Regions from separate parts of the Mus musculus genome. Here regions 1, 2, 4 and 5 are each linked to region 3. The links are chromatin contacts, called in public ChIA-PET and promoter capture Hi-C maps. All regions are on one chromosome and are shown on one strand. Each heading gives the region's core, a stretch centred on a gene start, on an enhancer-like site or on the middle of the called end of the contact. The rest is flanking DNA. Distances are from core to core; before and after follow the strand shown. Region 1 holds the start of 4833438C02Rik (RIKEN cDNA 4833438C02 gene). Region 2 overlaps Nt5c2 (5'-nucleotidase, cytosolic II). Region 3 holds the start of Wbp1l (WW domain binding protein 1 like). Region 4 holds the start of Elovl3 (elongation of very long chain fatty acids (FEN1/Elo2, SUR4/Elo3, yeast)-like 3). Region 5 holds the start of Gbf1 (golgi-specific brefeldin A-resistance factor 1).

Region 1 (4,999 bases), core at 1,656-4,155, 290 kb after region 3:
TGGCCCGCCTCGCTCCGTCCAGCCTTTGGGAATGCTGAAGCCCGACTCACCTTCCACCAGAGGGTAATATGTGAACTGTTTGGAGTCCGAGACATCGCCCCCACGCTTGCGTTTCAGCTGCAGGAACACCGTTACAGGCCTCTCGATCTTCATCTTGTGATAGGGCGGTGTCCGGAACACAATGGCATACTGGGGTGGAGGATGGGAGAGCAACATGGTGTCAGTAAGGTTTCTTCGTAGTTCTGTCTCCAGGACAGGCCCTAGTCCCTCAGTACCTGTTTATGAACGTCTGTGGGAGAGAAGTCCCCAAAGGCTTGCCATCCATTCTCATCATCCTCATAGAACCGAACCTCAATGTCGTCTACAGAGAAAAGTGCGGCTTAGCCACAGGGAGAGCCTGCAGCCCCGCTGCATGGATCCCGAAATTACCCTTACAGCCAGCGTTTCCAGCTCCCAGAGGGCTTCTGCCTCACCTTTTTGCACCTTATCACAGAGCAAATAAACTTCGTCTCCACCGCGCACGGAACCCGCTGTCTTGTCCATTCGGGAGATCTTCAGGTTCGAGGCCCCTGGAGACTCTATAAGGTGGGGGATGGGTTAGGGACACATTGATGGGATCGGAGGCTCGGTGGGGTCATTATCAAACTTCAGGAAATGCAGTATTCACATTTACCACTCAGAAGCAACACTCAGATGTTCTGACTACCGAGCACTCACCACCCCACACGTGGCAGGGCCAGGTTCAGACCCATAGCTGGAAGGTATCTCAAGCGCTCTTTTGGGAATGCATGCTTGGCCCCCTGCAGAATACTCACTGCTGTCATGGATGGGCTGGGAGATCACAGGCTTCAGGGGCAAGGAGAAGGAGCCATCGCTAGCTCGAAGGAAAGCTGAGAAGCGCAGCCGTACAATGCTCAGATCCATGACTTTCTTCAGCTCCTTGGCCTCCTGCTCTAGCTCCCGCCGCTCAGCCTCTGGATGGACAATGTGGGTGGTGTGAGCTCTGGGCTGCTCTTCCCGGCTCCTCTAGGAACACCTCTCGGAACACCTTTTGTTACCATACCTGTAAGGCCCTGAGGCTTGGAGCGGAGACGCTGCCTCTGAAGTTTCTGGATCATAATCTCCATCATGTTCTTCTTGGTTACATGCAGGACACCCAGATTATTAAATCTGGAGAGGACAAGGAGGAGGCTTTGTCCTCTTTGACCATGAGGCTCTTTCCTCCTGAGGCACCTCCACCCCCACGCTCCACCCCCCATGGTCAGGCTCATCCTGGCTCTGTTCTCCAAGGAAACTGCTCTTTATAGTTGAGCTCTGAGGTTCCTGGGCCAAAGTAAATCTTCCCACTTTGTGTGCTAGTCACACAGGTGGCCTGAGATGAGACCTAAGGCTGGCAGGCAATGAGCATCCCACTGGGGGCCAGGGGCCAGGGCCACCTACTGAGCAGTCATGTCCTTGGGTCCTACAGACACAGCGCACACTCCCAACTCTGAACACTGCTTGCCCACCAGACTGTGGGCATGCGCACGAGGTGGGTCACTGTGTGTCACCAGGTCCACCTCAATCTTGGCCGGTCCCTCATAGTTACAGATCTGAGAATGGCAAAGGATAGTCAGTAGTTGCCCCATACACCATCCCTACCCTCCGGTGTCATCTGAGCTCACCTTGACAGTAGGATAGGTCTTCCGGCCCTTCTCACTGGAGGCACCTGGCAAACCTCCATGGGAGGGGCCTTCACAGCCATATCGAAATCTGAAGCCTCGCTGAAGGTTCCATAGCAGAGACATTGTGATCAGGAGAGGCAACCCCCCCCCCCCCCCCGTCATCCCCACAAGGCAACCACTAGCCATCACTGACCACAGTGACCAAAAGTGTACCTCCTTCTCATAAGCCCCCAACATATCAGCAGCAAGCTATTTAATCTGATCAGTAGGTATAACTACCCTCCCCCCCCCCGCCCCACCTTTTCCCCAAAGGTGAAGCCACCACTCTCTGTCACTCACTCACCTGTTTGGGCTGTTCCACAATCACCAGATAGGGGCCATCAGCTGGAAATAGAGGGGCCTTGCTGAGCCAGGATCTCTGAGACCATCCCTCAGTGGGGCCTCCAGGGGACATGCTCACTCTCCTCTAGGTTCTGAGATACTGCGAGGCCAAAGACTTACTGACCTGTCTCAGGGGCTGGATCCTTAGGCTCCACGATGGAGGGGCTGAATTCAAAATCATCATATTCGGGGATGCCATCCAGGCCCTGCGTTATAGACAGAGAAGGTGGCAGCTGAATCAAGGGTCCCCCCAACCACCCCCTCCCAAGCCCTCTGCAGTCACTCCCTGGACTCCTCCTCAAGCTATGAGGAAGCTCATTTCTGGGCAGGGTTTGCAGACAGCACAGACTGGCAGACTAAGACAATTTGAAGACAGTGCAGAAGTAGGGGAGTGGAGGAGCGTCCAATTGACAAGCAGACACAGAGGGCACCCGCCGCCCTCAGGGTCAGGCAGTGTGACTCACTGGATCGTAGCAATTGTCCATATCTCTGGGCTAGGCCCTGCTGTGTCTTGCGGCTTCGGGCCCCGGTTCAGCTTTCCAGAGTTTCGGACGCCCGCCTAAGGTGAAGAGAGGCGTGGGAGGGGGAAGAGTGAAAGATATCAGGATAGGGGTGGGCAGGGGGAGAGGGATGGGTAGGGGAGGGGGGCTCAGATCTGGGGGAGGGTCCGATCTCCTCCAGCCGCCCGTCCGGGCGTGGCGGGTAAGATCCGGTGGAGGTCGAGATCCGGAGCGGGGCTGGCCCGGGAAAGGGGCAGAAAGTTAGTGCTGCTTAGGAAAGTCCCGAAAATACCAGGGGGAGGCGGAGCCGGAGGGGGCGGGCCTGGAAATGACGCCGGGGCCACGCCCCCGCAGCGGGAGGGGCGGGAGGCCCAGGCGGTTCCTGGTTCCCGGGCAGCCTCTGTAGCCCCTGGGGCTCAGTCGGGGCCTAGCCGCCTCGCCCCCTCTCCGCAGCCTGGAGCAAACTTGGGATTTTCAGCCAGCGTGGAGGACACGGCTGATTCACCCAGGGGCTTTTGTGGGGACATTCCTGCCGTCGGAGGCCCCTTTTCCGAATGGCCCGTAGGCGGGGGTTCTTCCAGTGGGGCCTCCGGGGCTCTGACCAGAGAATATGATTCGGGCCTCAGGGTGTGTGTGGGGGGGAGGAGTTTCCCCCTCCACGGTCTCTAGCGATTCCGTCTTAGCTTCCCGGATTCTCCCGCTGCACCTGCTCCCGGTGGCCGGTCAAACGGGAGCATCCCGCCCTCCCTGGCGACTCCAATCCCAAAGCCAGTGTAACGCGCATGTGTCCGTTGCAGGAATATGCGTTTCAGCCCTAATGTCTTGTGTGCCGGGTGAGTGGTGGCATCATGGCACGTGCAAGTGAACGTTCATCCACACAGGTGAGTCCTTGTACTGCCCAGTGTGGGCACACGTCCGTGCACGTCTGGATGTCCGTGCGCAGGCGCCGGTGCACGGGTGCGCTGTGAGTGCGTGTGCGGGGCTCACACCGGCCGGCTGTGCACAGGCAAGCTAAGGGCAGGCAGACGTGTCGCTGATGTGTAGCAAAGTGTCCTGTTCCTGTGCGCGCTCACTGGAGGTGGCGTCCAGCCCCAGCCTGTCATCTAAAGTCCTCCTTCCCTCCCTCTCCATTCCCTAGACACTCAGGGATCTGAACCCGGCCACTCACCGTGGTGGCGGCTCTGGTTCCGACTTCTTTCCGAGCCCTTCCCCGGACCGGTCGTTGCTCCTCTCCAGCCAAAGGGCTCCAGCCGGGAAAGCCCCTTTCGGCCCCCCGAGGGGGGGAATTCCCGTGACGATCCCGTGCGTCACTCCCCATGCCCTTTTTTATTGGTTGAAAGTTTAACTCCAGGACTCTTGTAGCCAACCCGGAGCAACGCAGGCGCGCCCCTTTCGGGGAAGGCTCGCCCAGGACTGGCCGCGGGGTGTCACCCAGCTCCAGTTCTGCTAGGGACCAGCGAGGCGGGACGACGGACCCAGCGCAGGGCGCGGCTCAGATCTCTGCACTCTTCCAGGCTTGCCCGGGACCGTTACGGAGTCCAGTGGGCCACTTGGCTCTTGCTGTGCCCAGAGGTTGGCTATCTCTGAGACACAGGAAACCGGGTCAGTCCCAACACTCCAGTAACCCTCCCAGAGAGGGACCTCCTAGCTGGGAAGGGGAAGAGGAAGGAGTCAGATCTTGCGGTCAGCTCCAGATCGCCATCTAGCGGCCTTTCTGGAGCCGCAAGGAAACTCTGGGGTCAACTGTCTTAGTTTCCGGGCTTCAGGAAGAGACAACTGATGTTTATTCTGTAAGTGGCGGGTTCACAAGGGCCAAGGCTTTTAGGATGACTCGTTGGAGAATCAATGTGCTGGGGGAAGAAAAGAAGAAGGAAGAGAAGAAAGATGTTTGCCTGGGAGTCTTAGGCCTCGTTCATCCACCACAGATGTCCCAACTATTTGACTTGAAAGGCATCCAACTGGGCGTGGCGAAATTCACCTGCAGTCCCAGCTTTCTTGAAACCAAGACAGATCCTAAGTTTCACACCACCCTGTCTCAACACACATGCACGCAAATCTGTCCAAAGTGCCTTTCAAACTTCCTCTTCTGTGGAAAATTGCCAGCGGTGTGCTTTGCATGGGTGAGGGCCAGCTGTTACCATCATAAAGTGGGTGGGAGGCTCTGGAGACCTCTCAGCGCCGAAGCACTCCTGCTCTTCCTGCATCCAGGAAGATTCTTCCAGGATCCACGTGGGACGGCTCACAAGTGTCCGAAACGATCACACCAGGGTCCCCTGGCTCTCTCCTCGCCTTCTGGGAGACCGAATTCAGGTGCACACCCTTCAATTCTTGACTACTCATCCCCCAAACCCCAAACCCACGTGGTGACAAATAAGAAATAAAATCATTTTAGAAAGTCTCCCTGAAAATGACATTTCGCTGCCTTCCCCCTGCATACCTCCACTGACAAGGTCA
Region 2 (5,099 bases), core at 1,441-3,940, 290 kb before region 3:
CCTGTGCTGATGGGAACTCTGGCTTCTCTTCTCAAAGTCTGCATGCATCTTGGGCCTTGTTCTGTTCTCCCTTATATGAAAATGGGAGCAACAGTAGTATCTGCTCCAACCTGGGCTCTACTGAGATAGGCAGTGGACAAACACAGAAAAGGGAAACGGTGGTGGTTCTTCTCAGTGACGACACAGTCAGAACGGCTCTTCTTGACTGTAAAGATGGTAGGAGTTCACTTTTTTGTTTGTTTCTTTTTGTTTTTGTTTTTGTTTTTCGAGACAGGGTTTCTCTGTATAGCCCTGGCTGTCCTGGAACTCACTCTGTAGACCAGGATGGCCTCGAACTCAGAAATCTACCTGCCTCTACCTCCCGAGTGCTGGGATTAAAGGCGTGCGCCACCACGCCCGGCTTGCCCACACATTTTACACTTCCCACCTATGAAGTTGAACAGTGATGGTAGACAAGTCACCTAATTCTTAGTCAAGGCTCAGTAAGGGTGCTTGCTGCTGAACTTGACCTGAGCTCAGTCCCCAGAATCCGCATGGTGAGAACTGTCGCCCACACACTGTCCTCTGACTTCACATACCCCATGGCATGTGCAAGCCCATACACATCCACGCATAGCTGAGATTTCAGCAGTTTGAACATCATTTAAAAGGTACTTTTGCTTGATTTGTGTAAAACATTTTCTTTTCCTTTCCAAACTTTAACTGTAGCACTCTTTGAAGAACTTCAAAGCTTGGATATTTTCTTGGCTGAACTCTACAAGTAAGTTTCCCAACTCCACAACTTATGGCCAAAGACCACCTACCTCTCCACGAGTGACTAACATAGGGAGGTGTGCTCTCCTAGAGATCTTCACCACGTTCTCCTCTTGTTCCCAGGCACCTGGACAGCAGTAGCAATGAGCGCCCGGACATTAGTTCCATCCAGAGACGGATTAAGGTATCCAGATGGGATTTGGGAAAAAACGTGGGAAGTCAGTTGTCTGAGTCATTTTCATGTTTGATTTGATGCAGGGACTTGTATGTAGTTGCATAGCTGAGACCTTTTTTTTTTTTTTTTAGAAAGTAACTCATGACATGGACATGTGCTATGGGATGATGGGAAGCCTGTTCCGCAGCGGCTCCCGGCAGACACTCTTTGCCAGCCAAGTGATGCGCTATGCAGATCTCTATGCGGCCTCGTTCATCAACCTGCTGTACTACCCATTCAGCTACCTCTTCAGAGCTGCCCATGTCCTGGTGAGTACCGTTACTTTTGATTGACAGTTAAGATGGACCATAGAGATGCTAGAGAGATGGCCCAGTGGTGAAGAGCACTGGCTTCTCTTCCAGAGGTCATGAGTTCAATCCCCAGCAACCACATGGTAGCTCACAGCCATCTGTAATGGGATTGGATATCCTCTTCTGGTGTGTCTGAAGACAGCGACAGTGTACTCACATACATAAAATAAATAAATAAATCTTAAAAAAAAATGCGGGGTGTATTGGTGCATACCTTTAATCCTAGTGCCTGGGAGGTACTGATCTCTGATTTAGGGTTACATTGAGAGGTGCCCTACCCCACCCCCCAAAAAAGACTTGTTAGTGCTAATTGAAATAATTTTTTTTGGTTTTTCGAGACAGGGTTTCTCTGTGTAGCCCTGGCTTCCTGGAACTCATTTTGTAGACCAGGCTGGCCTCAAACTCAGAAATCCGCCTGCCTCTGCCTCCCGAGTGCTGGGATTAAAGGCGTGCGCCACCACACCTGGCAATATAACTGTTTTTATATGTATGTCCTGATACTGCTGTTGCAGGGCAGGGCTGGCTAAGGAAGTATAAAAGCATCCGTAAGGTTTCTTACGGATTTCCATGCTGTAGGGAGGGAGCGGAGCTTAGGCACTCCTGCTTGGGAAGCGGAGTGGTTAGCACAGTACTCACTTTCGCTCTGCCTACAGCCTGAGTGTTTGCTTTGCTCTAGATGCCGCACGAGTCAACGGTGGAACACACGCATGTGGATATCAATGAGATGGAGTCCCCTCTCGCCACCCGGAACCGCACGTCAGTGGATTTCAAAGACACTGACTATAAGCGACACCAGCTTACAAGGTCCATTAGTGAGATCAAGCCCCCCAACCTCTTCCCGCTGGCCCCCCAGGAGATCACACACTGCCATGATGAAGATGATGATGAAGAGGAAGAAGAGGAAGAATAGGAAGGCAGACTAGAAACCGGAGCACCCATCAAGTCTGTCAGACTCACGGGGTGAGGGGTGGCCTGTTTGGATTCTGTTAGGGAGGGTGGGAGGACTCCATCAGAAGTCCTGGAAAGTTTGGAAAGTTTCTCAAGGCTTTAAATAATTCTAATCATAGCTACTTCAGTTTTGTGTATCTGTTCTCTGCAGATGGTTTGAAACTGTATAGGAAGAACAGGTAAAGGCAGGTGGAGTGCACACAGATCGCACCACATGGCTTGTAATGATTTTCTGTGTCTGTCATCGTCAGCGTGTCATCTGGATGTACGAAGGTAGTAAAAAAGGGTTTCAGAACAGAGCCACGGGACTGGTAGGAAGAGGAGATCCACAAATGCTGTATACAGGCTGTACCGCTGCTTCAAACCCCACTTGTCCAGTGCTTCACAGTGTTGCTAATCAGTGGAGAAATACATGCTTTCATTATCAAGTGTAGTCAGCCGTCTGTTGAGGTCAGGTTTCCTTCCGTTAGCTTTTGGGTTTCCTCGGTGGCTCTGGCAAGGCTGCTGCTGTGTCATTCGGTGCCTTTGTGAGTTTCCTTGCTGTAGGTGATTCTTGACTGTGGGGATTGGAATTTGAGGCAGAAGTTACCATCCCTACTACATTTTTTAAAGTTGGTAGCACAAATGCTTTTTATTCTATGAAAACAATCCTTTTGGGGAATGTACCTGAAGAGTACAGAGGAGCAAGTTCCCAGAGCAGCAGCCACGGCATCGTGGCCTGCAGGTGCACCCTCCTCCTCGCCACAGTCAGTCAGTTCCCGTGACAGGAAACGACCTTGTGTTCTGAGGAGAGCGTGAAGGCTGTGCCTGCCCTGCCAGTGCAGGGAGCTGTCCCGCACTTGAGCAGTGTCAGAGATTCTTGCTTTAACTTTGATTTGCTTTCTCCCATTCTTGGCCCTGGTCACTAGGGTCCTGGCTATTCTAGAACTCAGTAAAATGTATGTCTAATGCTAACATTGGCCCTTGTGTAGTACAACTATTAGCCGTCACAGCTATTGCTCTTCAAATGGCTTTAGGGTTGGTGTTCTTTTTAAGGGAAATACATTTTCAAAATTGCTCACCATATCTGTATCACTTTTAGTTAAAAACATGCTTATATGTACAGTGTTTCATGGGTATAAGGATTTTTTTTCACTGAGGTTTTAGGCATTTTTTAAAAAGACAAATTTTCTCTATGTAGCCCTGGCTGTCCTGGGACATGTTCAGTATGTAGAGCAGACTGGCCTTGAACTCAAAGAGGTGTGCCTGTCTCTGCCTCCCGGGTGCTGGGATTAAAGGCGTGCAGCACCTTGCCTGGCTTGTTTTAAAGTAATCATTGAAGGTATGGAGCACAGCCACTGAGCCAAGGCTGCAGCTGCCAGCACTCACTGACTTTACAGTAAGTCATTTCAAGTAACGTGCATTCGGACTGAAATTTCTGGAACATGTACGTGGCCTATTAGTTGTCATCTCTGTTTTTAAAATTTAGAGACTACCGTATTCACCCTAGTTACTATTCTCATTTAAATTGTCATTGAGGACATTGCCTAGTTTGACAGTGTTAAGCCTTCTCAAGCCCAGATCACCTCTGCGTGGCATGTGACAACTGCAGAGTCACCTTGCATTAGTTCATTCCTTAGAGCAGAGGTGGATATCACTCAGTTTGCTTTCTATGTTTTACTGTGTTGTGTGGATACAACAGTTTGTTACTGGCCAGATGACACTGTCAGCCAGGTGACTCACCAGGAGAGCTAGCGAGCGAGCAAGCACTTCAAGTGGCTGTGAAAAGCACGCAGTTGCAAGAACTCCACGTTAAGTCACCAGAAGGAGCTGCTAAGGAGCTTTGTGAGAGACCAGCTGGTGATTTCCCACACGTTCCCAGATGTGCTGGGAGGTCTGTCTGGGGCAGGTGACTGGACATTTCAGAATGGAAAACAGGGATTGTCTGTCATCAGTAAACTTCTCCACCGTTTTCCTAAGTCTGAATAATTTAGAGGACAGAAATGGCAGCCCGCCCTTCCGTCACTCTTCAGAACCTTTCCTAGGAGTTCTGAAAACACTCAGTTTTCAGGCTTTGTAGAGCATCAGAATTTAGGAATCCTTTCTTCATGCTAGACTGAGCTCCCAAGACTGGAGTGTGTGACACTAGGGAGTCCGGTGTTCCCAGTCCTACTGGGTCTCACGGCCACAGAGGTGCGCCAGGAGAACAAACACCCAAGTGTCTCAGAAACATCTGGGGCAGAGAAAATTCAATGTTTATTTTATACCCAAGATTCTCCTTTACCATAAGCATAGATCTGCAGAGATCCATGGAGTAAGCTATGCGCCCTTCAAGTTGCTCTTTAAATTTTGTTTAAAGTAGAAATAGAATAACTAAATGAGCTACAAATCTGTAAGTCACATTCTATGGGCAGTTACAGGTCAGATTTAAAAGTAGCTTGCCCATGTTTAGATATTTATAAATCAGACTTGTTTGTTTAACAACTTTAAAGTCCTGCAAGTTTTCCAGGGCTTCTGGGGCACTTTTAAATCCTCTGCTTATTCACCACAAATAGCCTGAGATAAACAACTGCATATTTAAGACTGTATTAGGACAGGAACTTCGCTCACATTCCATGTTATGGAAACTATTTAAGCTCTTTCTGACGGTGGGAAAGTGGTTACTAAGATCCATCTATTGCTGTGCTGCCAGCCGCCTTCTTCCCCATGTGGTTTGAGAGTTAGGCCCTCAATCCTTAGTTTCTCATGGCATTCTTTCTTGGTGACTAGAATTAGCTTCTCTTGCAGTTTTTCCTCAGAGGGAATGATTTCTAATCATACACTTGGGATGCCCAAGTCTGGAGTCCTTACCAAAGATGAAACAAAAGCATGCACTATAGTAAGATGCATAGAGG
Region 3 (4,625 bases), core at 1,605-4,104:
TGTTCCCTGCCTCTGCAAAACCCCGATGAAAACCCTAAATTGACCAAGCTGTGGTAGATTCAAAGTTAATAATTATATTGCCACCTCCATGCCAAAGGTTAAAAAAAAAAAAAAAACACAAATTTCACCATAGTTATCTGGTATGATTGATTGGACCAGAGGACTCGGAGGGTGAGGGGTGTCATGAGAGCGTAAAGGGTATCGGGATGACGTCGGGAGAGGCCAGGGAGGAGTGGGCAGGCAGCTCGTAACGGAAACGTTCCCTCTGTGCAGGAACTGTATGTAACCAGACAACAGCAGTGGTCAGTGCTAGCAAACCAACCAAACGGAACAAAGTACAAAAGCTACCCTGTCCCCAAAATAAGCACTGCGAGTGCCAGAACTGCGGTAAGAAAACAAGCCCGAGACTGATGAGTTGTACGCAGAGCCTTGCACTGAAGACCCCACCACCGCCCCCAGACTGCAGGACCGTTTGCCAACGCTTTTCCTTCAAGAAGTGGACCTGGTTCCTATGAACAACCAGCTCACCTCCAAAGGCTCCACACTCCTAAATCAAGCCCCCTAACAAGGCGATTCAAAGGCTACAGGGAACAGCCCTCAGACAGCCACAGAAATAGAAAAAAGCAACTTCATTATTCTGTATTCTATTCCATCGATACCTACTACCTGCGCTTAACTTTCCCAGTCCTGAGAGCTGCAACTTCTCAAGGAGACAAATGTATCTCTCCTGGCAGCTTACGGTTTTGACTAAGAAAACAAAGAACCTAAACAAAGTCAAAAACTGAAGGGCTTCATCCCTGGGGAGGAATACAAGAAAAGATCAGAAAACGAACTCGATCATTCACAGATTATCTCCCAGATAACATATCCCCACTCCCAGCCCCCGCCCCATTAAGATACAGCAACTGAGCCGGGCAGTGGTGGTGCACGCCTTTAATCCCAGCACTCAGGAGGCAGAGGCAGGGGGATTTCTGAGTTCGAGGCCAGCCTGGTCTACAAAGTGAGTTTTGGGTCAGCCAGGGCTACACAGAGAAACCCTGACTTAAAAAAAAAAAAAAAAAGATACAGCAACAGATAAGCTGCCAAATCATTGTAGTATATACATAAAGGGGACTATTATTCGGTCACAATGTGGGTGAACCTTGAAAACATGACGGAACGTGAAAGACGCCCCACATACTACAGCATTCCATTACACAGGGATGTGCAGAACAGGTAAACCCACAGAGACACAATGCAGGCTAGTGGGTGTCGCCAAGGGCCAGGGCTGGGGGTGGGGGAGGGGTGGAAACAGGCAGTAACTGGTTAATATGGATCATTCTTGGGGATGATTCAACTGTTTTGGAAGTAGATAGCCGTGGTGGTTGCACAACCATGGAGCGCCACAGTGATTCACTTTAGAACTGTTGGTTTTGTTCTGTGACTTTCAGCTCACTTGAAAAAAAAAAAATCTTATCAAATCACAGAGCTCGGCAGAGGATCAAGAGTTCAAGCCCTGCCTGACCTACATTGCAAGATCCTGTCTCAAACAAAACAAAACTCAATTATTTTGGGGTTTTGGGTGTTTTTCTTGTTTTGTTTCTTGAAGAGGATATTCGGGAGAAAAATAAGATACGTATGTGAAAGGGCTGCCCTTGAGCTCTAAGGGGAAAGGTAAGAATTCTGCTAACAATTTCTGCTCTTCAGCGTGATGTGACGTGCTAAGCTGCACAGGCTGTCCCTGTGCCTGTGGAAAACAGACAATGATGGGAAGAAAGGGGAGAAACCAAAGGAAACGATAGAAGCTTTGCCAGATTTAACAGGGGAGGGGTGATTCCCCCTACAGCACCCCACCCAATCTGGCACCAAGAGTAACGCTTCAATTAGGGTTTCGAAACGCCAGCCCAAGCTAGAATCAGCATAAGCAGGCATCTCGGCCCTGGACTCAGGAAGAGCAAGCCACCCAGCAAGAAAAGCTAGGGTGCTCCACTTGCTGCCGATATTGGCATCGGAACCACCCTCTGCTCAAAAGCCCTGAGCTGGCTCGCTCGGATCAGCACTAGTGACTTCTTCCCAGGACAGCTAGCCTAACAGCACGGTTTTCTCACACTCAAATGTGCCCCTCCTCCTGAGGGGTTACTACTTCATCCCTACTATCTCCCAAGAACCTTACCTCCAGCAACAGCCCACCAACGTACTATGCCTTACAGCATTAAAAATAAGAGTCAGGATGCCCTCAGAACTTTTCCTTTGTCCAGCCTGAAATAAATACCATGCTGAGCCCTCCTCCCTCTGGGGCCAGTGCAGTAACCTGGGATCCCAGCACACACTGGTGTGCACACAGTCTCTGGCTCCGGACTCTACTGCGGAGCAGAAATAGGGCCCACGGGCGCCAGTGTGCGGCGATCTCCGCGAAGAGTCCTCCAGAGCACCTACCATAACTACCCTCTCAAAGGACCCTCAAGTCGCCTGGCACCATTGCCTCTGCCACCTTCTTGACATCCAACTCGTCACAGGTGTCCCTCAGCTAAACATCAACACCCCCACCCTTCACCTGGTCCACCTTAGCCATGGGCTTCCCTCCCGAAAACACTCAACTCCTTGCAAACAAACCTCTTTGAGACCCCCCTCCAACCAGGCCTCGACCGCCCCAGACCCCCAAGCTAGCCCAGAAGCCCTCCCCTTACCTGCGGGGGCTCAGCCCTCACTGACAGGGGGCTGGGCAGCGCCTGGAGGAGCAGGAGCGCCATGCCACCCAGGAGCCTTCTCCTCTCCATCCCCCTCCTGCTCCTGCTCCTCCGCCACGGCGCCGCCACCCCTCCTCCTCCCTCTCTTCTTCCCTCTGCTTCCTCCTTCCCTTCTTTTCCTGTTTCGCTCTGCCCTCCCGCTTCCGGCTCGGCTCCACCCCGCCCCAGGCAAAGGGCCCGCCCAGATGCAGGGGAGGGTCTCCAGCTCCCGCGCCTCATTGGCTCCTACTTTCTGTCCATTGGTCAAAAGAACTGTGAGTCAAATACCAGTCCCAGCCACCCTCGTGCTAGGTGATTTGGCCAATGAAAAGTGGGAGGAAGCTGGGCCATCTTGAATGCTGCGAGGTGCAGAAAAGTGCAGAGCGCCCCGCCCCGCAGAGAGTGGCGGAAGTAACAGGAGCTAGGGACACGACCACCCGGATGCATTGAAAAGGTTTACAGTATTTCAGTCATTTTGAGTGTGGCGGAAATGTTATGTTCCCACAGTTAAGTGGAGGTAAAAGAAAGAAAGAAAAAAAAAAGTGGTGAGGTATAATGATTCTAAAGCGTGCTTCCAACTGCAGTCTATAAGCCTTTGGTGCTTTTTGTATTAAAATAAGTAGAGGTAAAAGAAAGAAAGAAAAAAAAGTAGTGAGATATAATGATTCTAAAGCGTGCTTCCAACTGCAGTCTATAAGCCTTTGGTGCTTTTTGTATTAAATTACAGGAAGCCCTATTATCAGGATCCTTTTTCCAAGCTCACTACCCAAGCAGCAGCTTTGAGTCATTTGAGTCCCCTATTAAATAGCACCTCTCTTAGCGATAGTGCTCTGCTACCCCCAAGTTTCAAGGACAAAACTCTTCAGACCCTACTCAGAAATAGCTCTGAGACCCACCAATCATTGCTTCATCCATGTTATCTTCCGGCTAAATGAAAATGGCTTCCCTTTGCCCCTCCACACACCGCAAGGACAATACTAGTCCACACAAACCCACACATCACCATGTAGCTGCTTCAATTTGAGAATTCTTGTCCAACAGGGCAGGAGGATGTATCACTCTGTGGTAAATGGCTTGCATGGGCAAGGCCCTGAGTTCAGACCCTGGTATGGGCCATAAGGAACAGAGAAAGGGAAGAGATAGAGGGAGGAAGAGAGGGAAAAAGAAAGAAAAAATTACACTTCAATTAGTTACAGGATGTACTTGGCTAGTTTTTGATGTAGGGTCTCTTCCTGTTGTCCATACAAGCCAGAAACTAGGTAACTCAGGCTGTCCTCAAAGTTGTGTTAGTAGTTCCCATGCAAAGCCCTCCTGCTCATTATAACTGCTGTTCAACACCTTACAGGCCAACTCAACTAAATGGATAAGGGTTTGGCAGCGGGTGGGGGTGTGGCTGCTGCCGAACCGACCTTGGCTTTCTAGGAGGGACAGTGAAAGTGTTCTGGATTACAGTAGTGACAACTGTAGCACTTTGTGACTGGACTGAACGTTACTAAACCATACAATTTAAAGGGCTGGATTTGGCTAGGTGTGGAGGTGCATAGCTGTAATCTCAGCACTCACGACTGCATAGCCTGAGCTTCATCGAAAGGAAAATACCAATTTCATGCTGTCTGAGTTCCATTTTACTGTCTAAGTGGGTGTGGGGTTAAATCACAGCTGGGATCTCGGCACTCGAAGTCCTTTGGTACAACTGTGTGGTGTCAGATGAATGCTGGCAGCGTTATATCCTCGGGCTCCATCTCAGACCTACAGAACCGGAAGCTGGGATGAGCCTTTCCACCTGTTTTCACAACATCTTCGGATGACCATAGTGCACATTTTCCCCCTTTGAGGCAGGGCTGGAATATACTATGTAGAGCAGGGTAGACTCAGACTCATGAAGATCCAGCTGCCTCTGCTTCCAAAGTGCTGGGATTG
Region 4 (4,972 bases), core at 1,631-4,130, 470 kb after region 3:
GCCCTTGGGCCTGAGGTAGGCTCGGTGGAAGAAGTGAGCGAATAGGATGAAATAGGTCCCATATAGCATAAAAGACCAGAAGAAGTGTTCCGTTGTTGTGTGGCATCCTTTCTCCTGCCTCCAGATGTAATTCAGTATGCCAAAGATGGTGCCCAGAACCATCTGCAGAATCTGCAGGCTGGTGATGACCATGGGGAGAAGATTAGGATGCTTCAGTTTGGCAGCCTTCATAGTGTAGTAAGTGTACATGACAGAATGGACGCCAAAGTTCATGGTCATGAACCAGCCACCCGAAGGCACTTTGTTCTTGTATCCAAAGCTTGTGAACAGTAGCACTGTGCTGTGGTGGTACCAGTGGACAAAGATGAGTGGACGCTTACGCAGGATGATGAAGGCCGTGTCTCCTGAGAGGTGAGGGATCATAGTCGTCAGGCCACCCAGTGCTGGTACCACTCCCTCCCCGGGGTGTGTGAACACATCTGGAAATCTCACGGTGTGGGTGTGGGGTGGGGATATCTCACTAAGACCCAGGAGTAGGGCCGGGACTCTCCATGTGATGGGTAAGGGAAGAGCGCTGGGGAAGGATTCAAGTCACTGGGCACCGGAGACAAAGCCCCTGCACTCACCCAGTTCAACAACCTTGCTGAGAAGAAAGAGAAAGGACCAGAATCTGACTACGGCGTCATCCGTGTAGATGGCAAAGCACACGGTTTGCTTGAGGCCCACTGTAAACATCACTGTTGCCATAAACTTCCACATCCTCAGAGTACCCAGGATACTGGAGTGAGACCATGCACAAAGGTATGAAGGGATTAGGGGATGGCCAGGCGTGAACCTGACCCAACCACATCCACGTCGGAACCAACTCTCTATCACCTCCTCACCCTTCCGAGGGGAGTGTGGCTACAGCTTTTGAGCTCCCGGGGCCAATCTGGTAGATCTAACAAGTATTCTCCATGAGATATGGGTTAAGAAAAAGCCAGTGGATACAGGGGGAGAGGTGAAAGTCAAAGTTAAGCACAGGGTTCTTGAAGTGGGTTGCCAGTCAGAAGGAAAAAGTGGCAAGAGACAGAAGGACGTGGTAAAGGAGGGGCTGGGGAACTTGATGCTCTTCGATTGCTTTGGAAGAGCAATTTGGGAACTGAGATATTTAAGGCTAGACAATTTTGTCGGCCGTATAGATTTCCCGAGCACAAGAGGAATGGGGTAGAGCCTAACATCTGTATTCCCAGAACTCAGGGGACTGAGGCAGGACGGTTGTGGTATTTGAGGCTAGCCTAGGTTACACAGTGGGCTATTAGAGCAGTCTGGGGTGCAGATTAAGAGACTATCTTTTAAAGTAAACATTTTAAAGAGGGGTGGAACAGAACAGAGACCATAGCCTTGGGCTCAAGGAAGAGAGAAAACCCAGGTACTATGGAAAAGAAGTCGACGTGGCTGAGGATTTGAGAAACCCTCAGGGTAAAATGGAGATGTAAGGACTAAAGAACAGGCAGAGAGCATGGGGTGGAGGACTAACTTACCTGAATATTGCCAGGAAGAAGGACCAGAGGATGAGAGGCCTCTGCAAGCTGAAGCTCTTCCGCGTTCTCATGTAGGTCTGGCCAACAACGATGAGCAACAGATAGACGACCACTATGAGAAATGAGCTTACCCTGGAGGGCAGAAAACAGATGGATTCACAGTGGGCGTTGCTTAAAAGAATGCCCGCTCATCTCCCAAAGGGGCTCCTTTATACTAGAGCTTCAGCAGTATGATGCTTTGGTTTCCTTATCTTTATGGGGTAGTGGGGTGCCTTGGCAGTATTCACAGATCTAAAGTACCTAGCACAGGGCACATTTGAGATTTCTGTAATTATGACTTTGTCAATGAGGTCTCAATGAAGGTGACAGTTGTCTGCCCCCAGCCAAGAACTACTCTGTCCAAACCTGTGGTGTAAGATAGTGTAGCAACATCTGACTGACTTATGGCAAGACGAGATTGAACAACAAAGTCACCCCACCAAACACGTCTGGGACGATTTAGGGCTAAGACAGAAAGCCTCAGGAAAGCTTTGACAGGGTTCCCATTTTTGTGTTATCTTGACATCAGAGAAGATGACACACTAAGGGAACATGATAATTGTGTGTGGGACACGCTAATCCTAGGTGCCCACACAGGAAGGCTCGCTTGGGCTCTCGGGCTCTCTCTCTCTCTCTCTCTCTCTCTCTCTCTCTCTCTCTCTCTCTCTCTCTCTGTGTGTGTGTGTGTGTGTGTGTGTGTGTGTCTGTGTATGTGTCTGTGTGTCTGTGTCTGTGTGTGCCTCTCTGTCTCTCTCTGAGAGTCAACTAAAAAAACCGCTTCATTCCGGTCAATCTCTCCTCAGCTATAGTTCCCATTTTTTCCCTTTGTTTTTGTCTCCTCCCACATCCCTCTCTCCAACTTCTCATTTCTGAGCCCTTTCTTCTAGAGCTAATCTCTTAAAGGGGTATCTTAAAAGAGGGGGCGGGGCAGGGGAATCGGAGCTAGTACCGGGGCGGGCGCGTCGTCGGAGACTTTACAGGCATTCATTCCCTGTCTCCATTTCCCTCAAAGCAGTTGGTCCTTCCCCATCACCAGGTCTCACCAGTACTCCTCCAAAAAGGGCCTTAAGTCCTGAAACGTCTCGAAGTCATAGGGTTGCATCAGGTCCATTTTTAACCCGCGTGAGAAATTCATGGATGTGTCCATTTCGATTTTGCAGACGACGAGTTACAGAGCTTGGGGTAGGGAGCTGGGCGAGAGCCAAAGAAGTAGAAGATGGAGTGGGTCTCAGGGACGAAGAAACCCAGGACAGAAAGAAATTGTGTATAAGCAGAAGGGCCCCGGAGCCTGGCACGTGCGCTGCTAACCAGCCCGCTCGCGCTGCAGTGACCGTGCCTGCCGTATATATATCCCCAATTACTAAACTGGGAACCCAGGCGGTGCAAGGCCAGCTCCCGCCCTCAGCAGTTATCCAATCTTAGCCAAGGGACATCTCTGTCCCGCCCCTGGACCTCCTCCTCTCTGACTGATCAGTCTCAGGGGCACCTCCCCTAAGAACCAAGTTTGCCCCAAATCCGTTCCCCCCACCCGCCTCCTTCCTTCCTTTCTTTCTCTTTCTTTCTTTCTTTCTTTCTTTCTTTCTTTCTTTCTTTCTTTCTTTCTTTCTTTCTAAATTCCACCAGCTGCTCTAGGTTGACTCATAAGCACACCCCCTCCCCCCTCCCCCCCCCCCGCGCCCCAATCCTTGATTTCACCGAGTACCCAGGCAGACCAGTCTACCTCTGACACAGTCACCTGTAGCCTCTGCCTCCTTTTGCGTTAATCTTCACCTACTTGGCCCTGACGAGCAAGCGGAGGGACTCTTGGCTTCTGGTGCACACTTCCAGATATGGGGTCGACAGTTTCCTTGGGAAACCCAGGCTGGAATAAGGAAGACCAAGCTGGACCATAAGGAAGACGGCTCTGACCACTTCTGTCTTTGGATCTGTGCTTGTAGGAGGAGGGGAATGGATGTAATGAATTTTACTGTTGGGTTGTTGTTGTTAATATTTGAGGAGGCGGCAATTCAGGCTGTTACAGTTTCTTTATAGTTTCCGGAACTGTCTCGTCTGACGCCCAGTAAAAATGTTGGAGAGAAAAATGGGGTCACCCTCTGGGCTCCTTGTCCTCAGGTGCAGGAGAAGCCTGGAAGGGTTTAAAGTAGGTGGTGACCCAGTGAACTTCCTTAGGCTTACAGTTCCCCTTCCCAGTCTGAACGTATCCAATTGAATCTGCTCCTTCACCAAGGCATCTAGTCCCAGTGAACAAAAAATACTTAGAAACTGGGAAGCCTTTACCTGGCTGTCCCTTGTTTCTTTCTTGGCTTTAAGAAAGTGAAGGAAAACCAGAAGGCTTGAAAACAGTTGAGAGGAGATGGGGATCTATAGAACAAGTGCAAAGAAAACTAAGAACTATTTGAGGTGGTGAAGAGCTGACTCAGTGACTATGAGCACTCGTGTAAGCATTAGGACCCGAGTGCAGAACCTAACACCCCATAACCAGCCTGCACCCTGTCCTGCCCACTGTATGTGGGAACAGAGACAAGACTGTTGGGGCTTCCAGGCTGCCAGCCTAGGGGAAAATCACAAACCCTGGGTTCACTGAAAGACTGAGTGTCTCAAAGAAATAATTCCTACAGACACACCACACACATACACACACACATACATGGAGACACAAATACAGGCACACACACCACATACACACACAGACACACTACCACATACACACACATGTACACACAGAATCACATACAGACACACATGCCACACACACATGCACACACATACACACATATGCACACACATACAGACACACACATATATATACACATATACACACACACCACACACATAAGCATACCACATGCATGCACATATACACACATGTACAGACACACAAAGACATACACACTACATAGTACGCACATATACACACCACACACATATATACACACTGAGACACACACACTGAGACACACCTCATACTCACACACACATACACACACCACATACACACACACAAATATATACACAACACACACACACAAATTAGAAAAACAGCAGTTTTGATATTCTTTTTTTTTAAGATTTATTTATTGATTATATGTAAGTACACTGTAGCTGTCTTCAGACACTCCAGAAAAGGGAATCAGATCTCATTACGGATGGTTGTGAGCCACCATGTGGTTGCTGGGATTTGAACTCTGGACCTTCGGAAGAGCAGTCAGTGCTCTTAACTGCTGAGCCATCGCTCCAGCCCCCCTCTGAAAGCATTCTTAACCACTAAACCATGACACCAGCCCCCAAAACAGTTTTTAAAAATTAAATATTTAGGGCTGGATTAAGAGCACTGGCTGCTCTTCCAAAGGACCTGAGTTCCGTTCCCAGTACCCACATGGCAGCTCATAATTGTCTATAACTCTAGTCCC
Region 5 (4,598 bases), core at 1,448-3,947, 450 kb after region 3:
CTGCCAATTATGCAGAGCGCTTTCAACTTGGCAGAGTTATAGGCACCTAACCTGGGTGTTTGCTGGGCTACCATTCTGAAACCTGTCAAATTAACTACTGTCTAGATTCTGCATCCTACAAAACCCACTATTAGCAGGGCAGTGGTGGTGCATGCCTTTAATTCCAGCACTGGGGAGGCAGAAGCAGGCAGATCTCTGTGAGTTCAAGGCCAGCCTAGTCTACAAATCAAGTTCCAGGCCAGCCAGGGCTACACAGAGAGACCCTGTGTTGAAAAGATACCCCCCCCAAACAACAATAAAAACAAAAAACAAAACAAAACAGTGTTCTGTACCATTCCCACCCATTTGTTTTACATCTATACAAATAAACCATAAACACTATTACTTCTCTTATACACATACACACACACAGGTTACATAGTCTAACACAGCCATTCTTAAGAGGGCAGAGAGAATTAAGTAAGAGAAACTTGGTTCAAGTAGTAACATCTTAGATGATCTGTCTTCCAATACCTGATAAGAGTGCCCCACCTTGTCACTACTCACCATGCAAATGTACAGCTGACTCCCCGGGCCAGACCAGGACACAAAGGCTAACCACACACTACACTAACCCCAGGGATGGACGGCACATGCTGGGCCCCATCACTGCTAAAAGGAATTAGGCACACTCTTACTTTTAACTTGGCTTTTTTTTTTTTTTTTTTTTTTTTTTTTTTGCCCTCGTTATGTAGGAAGACTGGTCTTAAACTCAAAATGTCCTTCCTCATAGGAAGGACTTCCTGAAAGTACTGAGATTACAAATGTCTGTCACTACACCTAGCATATGTCACTACTTTTCAGAAATATACAGGAAGATCTAGGACTGTAGGCCTGTAAACCCAGCAGCTCAGGAAGGATCACAAGTTCAAGGGCTACAGAGCAAATTCTAGACCAGTCAGGACAACTGAGAGAGAGAGAGAGAGAGAGCGCACTAGCTCTGGGTATAGCTCGGTGGTAGACTGCCTGACTATACCATATGGGACCCTAGGGTCCCATCCCCACTACTGCAAGACTCTGTGTAAACTGAGCGATCCCAGAGCAGGTTTTCCCGTTTATATACTCCATAAGGCTTACTTGTACCTAGGGTTCTTGATATGAGCTTCTGCACTCAGGAAACACTACATTGTCTCTCATCTCTAACGTACTCTTTACCTTCGAAGGACTTCACCAGTTTATGACACAGCAATGTCAAAGGTCACTACTGGGCCATAAACTACACTCTTTCGGGTTGTGCCCTACCATTCACTCTGTTTCCCTGACCCTACCACAAGGAGCAGAACAACTCTCCTAACTTGTCTCTTTGCTAAAGACAGTGTCTCACTTGGCCCAGGCTGGCCTCTAACTCAAGAAGTAGCTGAGGATAACCTTGAATGTCAGGGCTAACCCTCGTGTTTCCATCTCCCAAGTAGGGAATAATTACAGATGTGGACCAACATGCCCAGTTTATGAAGTGCTAGGGACTGAACTCAAGGACTCCATACATGCAAGGCAAACACTCAACCAGCTACGTCTCCCTCCAGCCCTTTTCATGATTTTTCACCTACTAAAAATAAATAGACCACCAGGACCAAGCCTTATCAGTATTCAAACCCCTCTTAACTCTCAATCAAATGTGTCACAAAAGAGTGGCTGCCTTGGGATCAAACCTCATATCCTTAAAAAGAAGGGAGTTACAGTGGGTAAATGCCTACCCATAACACACACCTAAAGAGTTTAAGGCAGAAGGAGGTGGATCTTTGTAAATCCAAGGCCAGCCTGGTCTACATAGTGAATTCCAGAAAAACCAGAGCTACACAGAAAGAACCTGACTCAAAAAGAAAGAAAGGTGTTTACATGCAGACCCCTGGTGACAGCTGAGCTATCCTGTAAAAGCAAGATCTTACAGGCCAGGTTCTCAGGCGGCTGCCTCCAGTCTTCTATGCCTTCTGACTACCTAATCCAAACTGAGCTGGCTCATCTTTCAGGATTAATGGGGCGCTTCAGTTGTGCTAGGACGCAGTCACCCCGAAGTGACAGATGTACAGAATCTGAAAAGATTCACTCTCTAAACCCTGAAACCATCCTTAATTTTGCTTTCAGATGTTGAGGACTTTAGGGTGCAGAAGGGTCTGAAAAAGAAGAGCTGCAGGCCAGATTATGCCTAGGGAAAACAAACAAACAAACAAACAAAAACAAAAACAGATTCTAGCATCCACCGAGTCACAGGTGGAGCTGAAACACCCCTCGGGGACAAGGGTCTGACCTTTGGCCCCTGCACACCTCCCAACTCCCTCTCACATCAGTCCTCTGGGTTTACTTCTTCCCACTAAGCCCATCGCCCAGGCCGCTTCGCCCAACCGAAGGACCCTTCCTCCTTATTCTTGATGGCAACGTCAGGAGGCCCTCACGACGCTGGAACTCTAAGAAGAGACTTCGCTGACCTGTCAGCGGATCCAAAATGGCGGGGCCTAGTCCCAGAACCGGCGGCAGCCGCAGCTCATGTCCAGCCTGGCCCCGGAGGCGTCTCCCGGCCGCTCTCCCGGCGCCGGCGGCGAGTGAGAGAAGGGAAGGATCCTGTCTTCTGGAAGGCAACCCTAACTTCAGGGTGAGACCTCACTGCAGGCTGGAGTAAGTGGGCCGGGACGCTCGGTGGTGCCGGCTACCTTCCCTGTCAGCTCACTGACGTGGTAACTAGCCTCAGTCTAGCCCGCTGCCTGGTAACTGCGAGAGTCCTGCCGCGCTCAGCCAATCAGAGCGTGGCACTCTGAAAAGTGGCATTCCGACTATCCAATCGAAGAAAGAAATTAGCTCTGGGAGGCGTGCAATGCCCAAAGAGACCAGATTACAAGGGAAAGAAGAGTAGGTAGGGGACAGCCAACGGATACGAGGATTCTCTGACTGACAGTTACAGAAGCCAATAAACAATGAAAAATTGTGCTGGGCGGTTGAAGAGGTGGGGTCAGATAGGGTTCGGTTGCAGTGCGCTGTTTAGCAGTGGCTGCTGGGCATCCTGGGCAGGAAGGCTATGATTTGCTGGAAAGGGGGCGGGGTCCGTTTTGAGAGCTTGAGCGGGCGACCCTACTCCCCCAACTTCATCCTACCAAAGTCACCTGGGCTTTACTACTTTAGGGATCGCTCTCTTTCCAGGCAGGTCTGGGGTTGAAACGCGTTCCTAAATCCGGCCCGTGCAATCTTGCCTACGCCCTCCTGTCTTCTGTGCCCCACTTGGGTATATGTGCCTGTCTCATCCTAACTCTGATTTTTGCATTTTCTACTCCATTCCTACCATCCAGAAATAGAGAAAATGGTAGCAGAAATCTTGGATACCTAATTAGAGTATCCTCATTTTCCAGACGTGGAAAGAGTTCTACCGAGGAAAGCTGGATCCATGCATAGCAGAGAAAAACATACACCTACCCCAGCCAATTCGGTGCGGAGAGTAAGGGGCATGGGGGTACTTAATACTTCTTTTTAAAAAGAAAGAATTTGTCTATTTTAAGATAATGCTCTTAGCCACTAAACCATCTCTCCAGCCTCCCTCAATACTTGGTATACCTTACTCCATAGGGCTATATGACTCTCAGTTCAGCCCTTCCTATTAAGCCTTGGACAAATCTTAATGAACGATTGGTGGAGGTGTATGAGGATCAAGTCTGAGGGCCTAATCTCACACCATTAGTCCACATCGTTAACAAAAAGAAGAAGAAGAAGAAGAAGAAGAAGAAGAAGAAGAAGAAGAAGAAGAAGAAGAAGAAGAAGAAGAAGAAGAAGAAGAAGAGGAAGAAGAGGAAGAAGAGGAAGAAGAAGAAGAAGAAGAAGAAGAAGAAGAAGAAGAAGAAGAAGAAGAAGAAGAAGAAGAAGAAGAAGAAGAAGAAGAAGATGATGATGATGATGATGATGATTTCCCATTTTCCTTCGAAATGCGGACAGGTGAGACTGGAAAGGAAGCTTAGCAGTTAAGTGTGCTTGCTGCTCTTCCAGAAGACCTGAGTTCAGTTCCCAGGATGTACATAGCACTATCTACTGTAACTCCAGCTCCAGAGGGATCCAACACTTTGGGCACATACTCACACAGAGACACGCGCGCTCTCGTGTGTGTGTGTGTGTGTGTGTGTGTGTGTGTGTGAGAGAGAGAGAGAGAGGGGGGGGGAGAGAGAGAGAGAGAGAGAGAGATCTTTCTGTAACCCTGGCTACTGACTGTCCTTGAAGCCCAGGCTGGCTTCAACCTCACAGAGATCTACCTGCCACTGCCTCCCAAATGCTGCACCACTATGCCAGGCACAGACACATACATTTCAAATAATAAAAAATAAATCTTTTGTTTGTTTGTTTTTCAAAACAGAGTTTCTCTGGGTAACAGCCCTGGCTGCCTGGCTGCCCTGGAATTCACTTTGTAGACCAGGCTGGCCTCGAACTCAGGTCTGTCTGCCTGCCTCTGCCTCTCAAGTGCTGGGATTAAAGTCATATGCTACCATGTCCAGCAAAGCAAACCTTTTCTAAGGCCATTGGAATGTGGCCTTGAAACAGGCACCCAAGGCATCCATAGGTTATGATCCTCTAATTTAAAAAACCATCAG

What was found. Promoter capture Hi-C pulls out the DNA fragments that hold promoters and counts their contacts. ChIA-PET counts read pairs in DNA pulled down with a chosen protein or histone mark.
Region 1: an RNA polymerase II ChIA-PET map of memory CD8 T cells shows a contact between it and region 3, with 27 read pairs. The contact joins the promoter of 4833438C02Rik here to the promoter of Wbp1l in region 3. A contact is called at or near these places in 1 of 39 promoter capture datasets (erythroid cells), 2 of 484 Hi-C or Micro-C datasets (CD8 T cells and muscle stem cells), 4 of 115 datasets of contacts at active chromatin or transcription factors (bone marrow-derived macrophages, memory CD8 T cells, pancreatic cancer cells and 1 more) and 1 of 9 other capture datasets (adipose tissue).
Region 2: an RNA polymerase II ChIA-PET map of memory CD8 T cells shows a contact between it and region 3, with 38 read pairs. The contact joins the enhancer-like site here to the promoter of Wbp1l in region 3. A contact is called at or near these places in 4 of 39 promoter capture datasets (cranial neural crest, frontonasal cranial neural crest, macrophages and 1 more), 1 of 15 datasets of contacts at CTCF or cohesin (large pre-B cells), 58 of 484 Hi-C or Micro-C datasets (the AML12 cell line, B cells, the Ba/F3 cell line and 33 more), 9 of 115 datasets of contacts at active chromatin or transcription factors (T-cell acute lymphoblastic leukemia, astrocytes, double positive thymocytes and 6 more) and 4 of 9 other capture datasets (adipose tissue, embryonic stem cells, liver and 1 more).
Region 4: a promoter capture Hi-C map of pre-B cells shows a contact between it and region 3, with 3 times the contacts expected there. The contact joins the promoter of Elovl3 here to the promoter of Wbp1l in region 3.
Region 5: a promoter capture Hi-C map of pre-B cells shows a contact between it and region 3, with 2.7 times the contacts expected there. The contact joins the promoter of Gbf1 here to the promoter of Wbp1l in region 3. A contact is called at or near these places in 2 of 39 promoter capture datasets (cranial neural crest and pre-B cells), 2 of 115 datasets of contacts at active chromatin or transcription factors (bone marrow-derived macrophages and thymic regulatory T cells) and 1 of 9 other capture datasets (liver).

Annotation. Positions count from the first base shown.
Region 1 is chr19:46,303,535-46,308,533 of GRCm38.p6, reverse strand. It overlaps 4833438C02Rik (RIKEN cDNA 4833438C02 gene), which reads left to right and starts at 2,905. Exons shown (of 3, transcript NR_152248.1): 1 at 2,905-3,172; 2 at 3,343-3,426; 3 at 3,684-4,949. Nfkb2 (nuclear factor of kappa light polypeptide gene enhancer in B cells 2, p49/p100) reads right to left here and starts at 2,839. Exons shown (of 22, transcript NM_019408.3): 1 at 2,510-2,839; 2 at 2,170-2,251; 3 at 2,008-2,048; 4 at 1,665-1,763; 5 at 1,441-1,592; 6 at 1,064-1,170; 7 at 816-974; 8 at 474-578; 9 at 276-361; 10 at 51-189. The coding sequence starts at 2,530.
Region 2 is chr19:46,885,907-46,891,005 of GRCm38.p6, reverse strand. Nt5c2 (5'-nucleotidase, cytosolic II) reads left to right here. Exons shown (of 18, transcript NM_029810.5): 15 at 709-760; 16 at 877-937; 17 at 1,060-1,236; 18 at 1,955-5,099. The coding sequence ends at 2,188. Among named protein-coding and RNA genes, the nearest start is that of Nt5c2, 74 kb to the left of the region's middle. Within about 2 kb of position 2,690, at least 87 of the 459 cell types and tissues checked have an H3K27ac peak or open chromatin away from gene starts, as enhancers often do. A contact at or near this core is called in the Ba/F3 cell line, CD8 T cells, ECoMG-derived neutrophils and 10 more, where this site is marked.
Region 3 is chr19:46,597,335-46,601,959 of GRCm38.p6, reverse strand. It overlaps Wbp1l (WW domain binding protein 1 like), which reads right to left and starts at 2,854. Exons shown (of 5, transcript NM_001177812.1): 1 at 2,667-2,854. The coding sequence starts at 2,756.
Region 4 is chr19:46,129,807-46,134,778 of GRCm38.p6, reverse strand. It overlaps Elovl3 (elongation of very long chain fatty acids (FEN1/Elo2, SUR4/Elo3, yeast)-like 3), which reads right to left and starts at 2,880. Exons shown (of 4, transcript NM_007703.2): 1 at 2,606-2,880; 2 at 1,524-1,655; 3 at 627-778; 4 at 1-404. The coding sequence starts at 2,709.
Region 5 is chr19:46,150,657-46,155,254 of GRCm38.p6, reverse strand. It overlaps Gbf1 (golgi-specific brefeldin A-resistance factor 1), which reads right to left and starts at 2,697. Exons shown (of 40, transcript NM_178930.3): 1 at 2,463-2,697.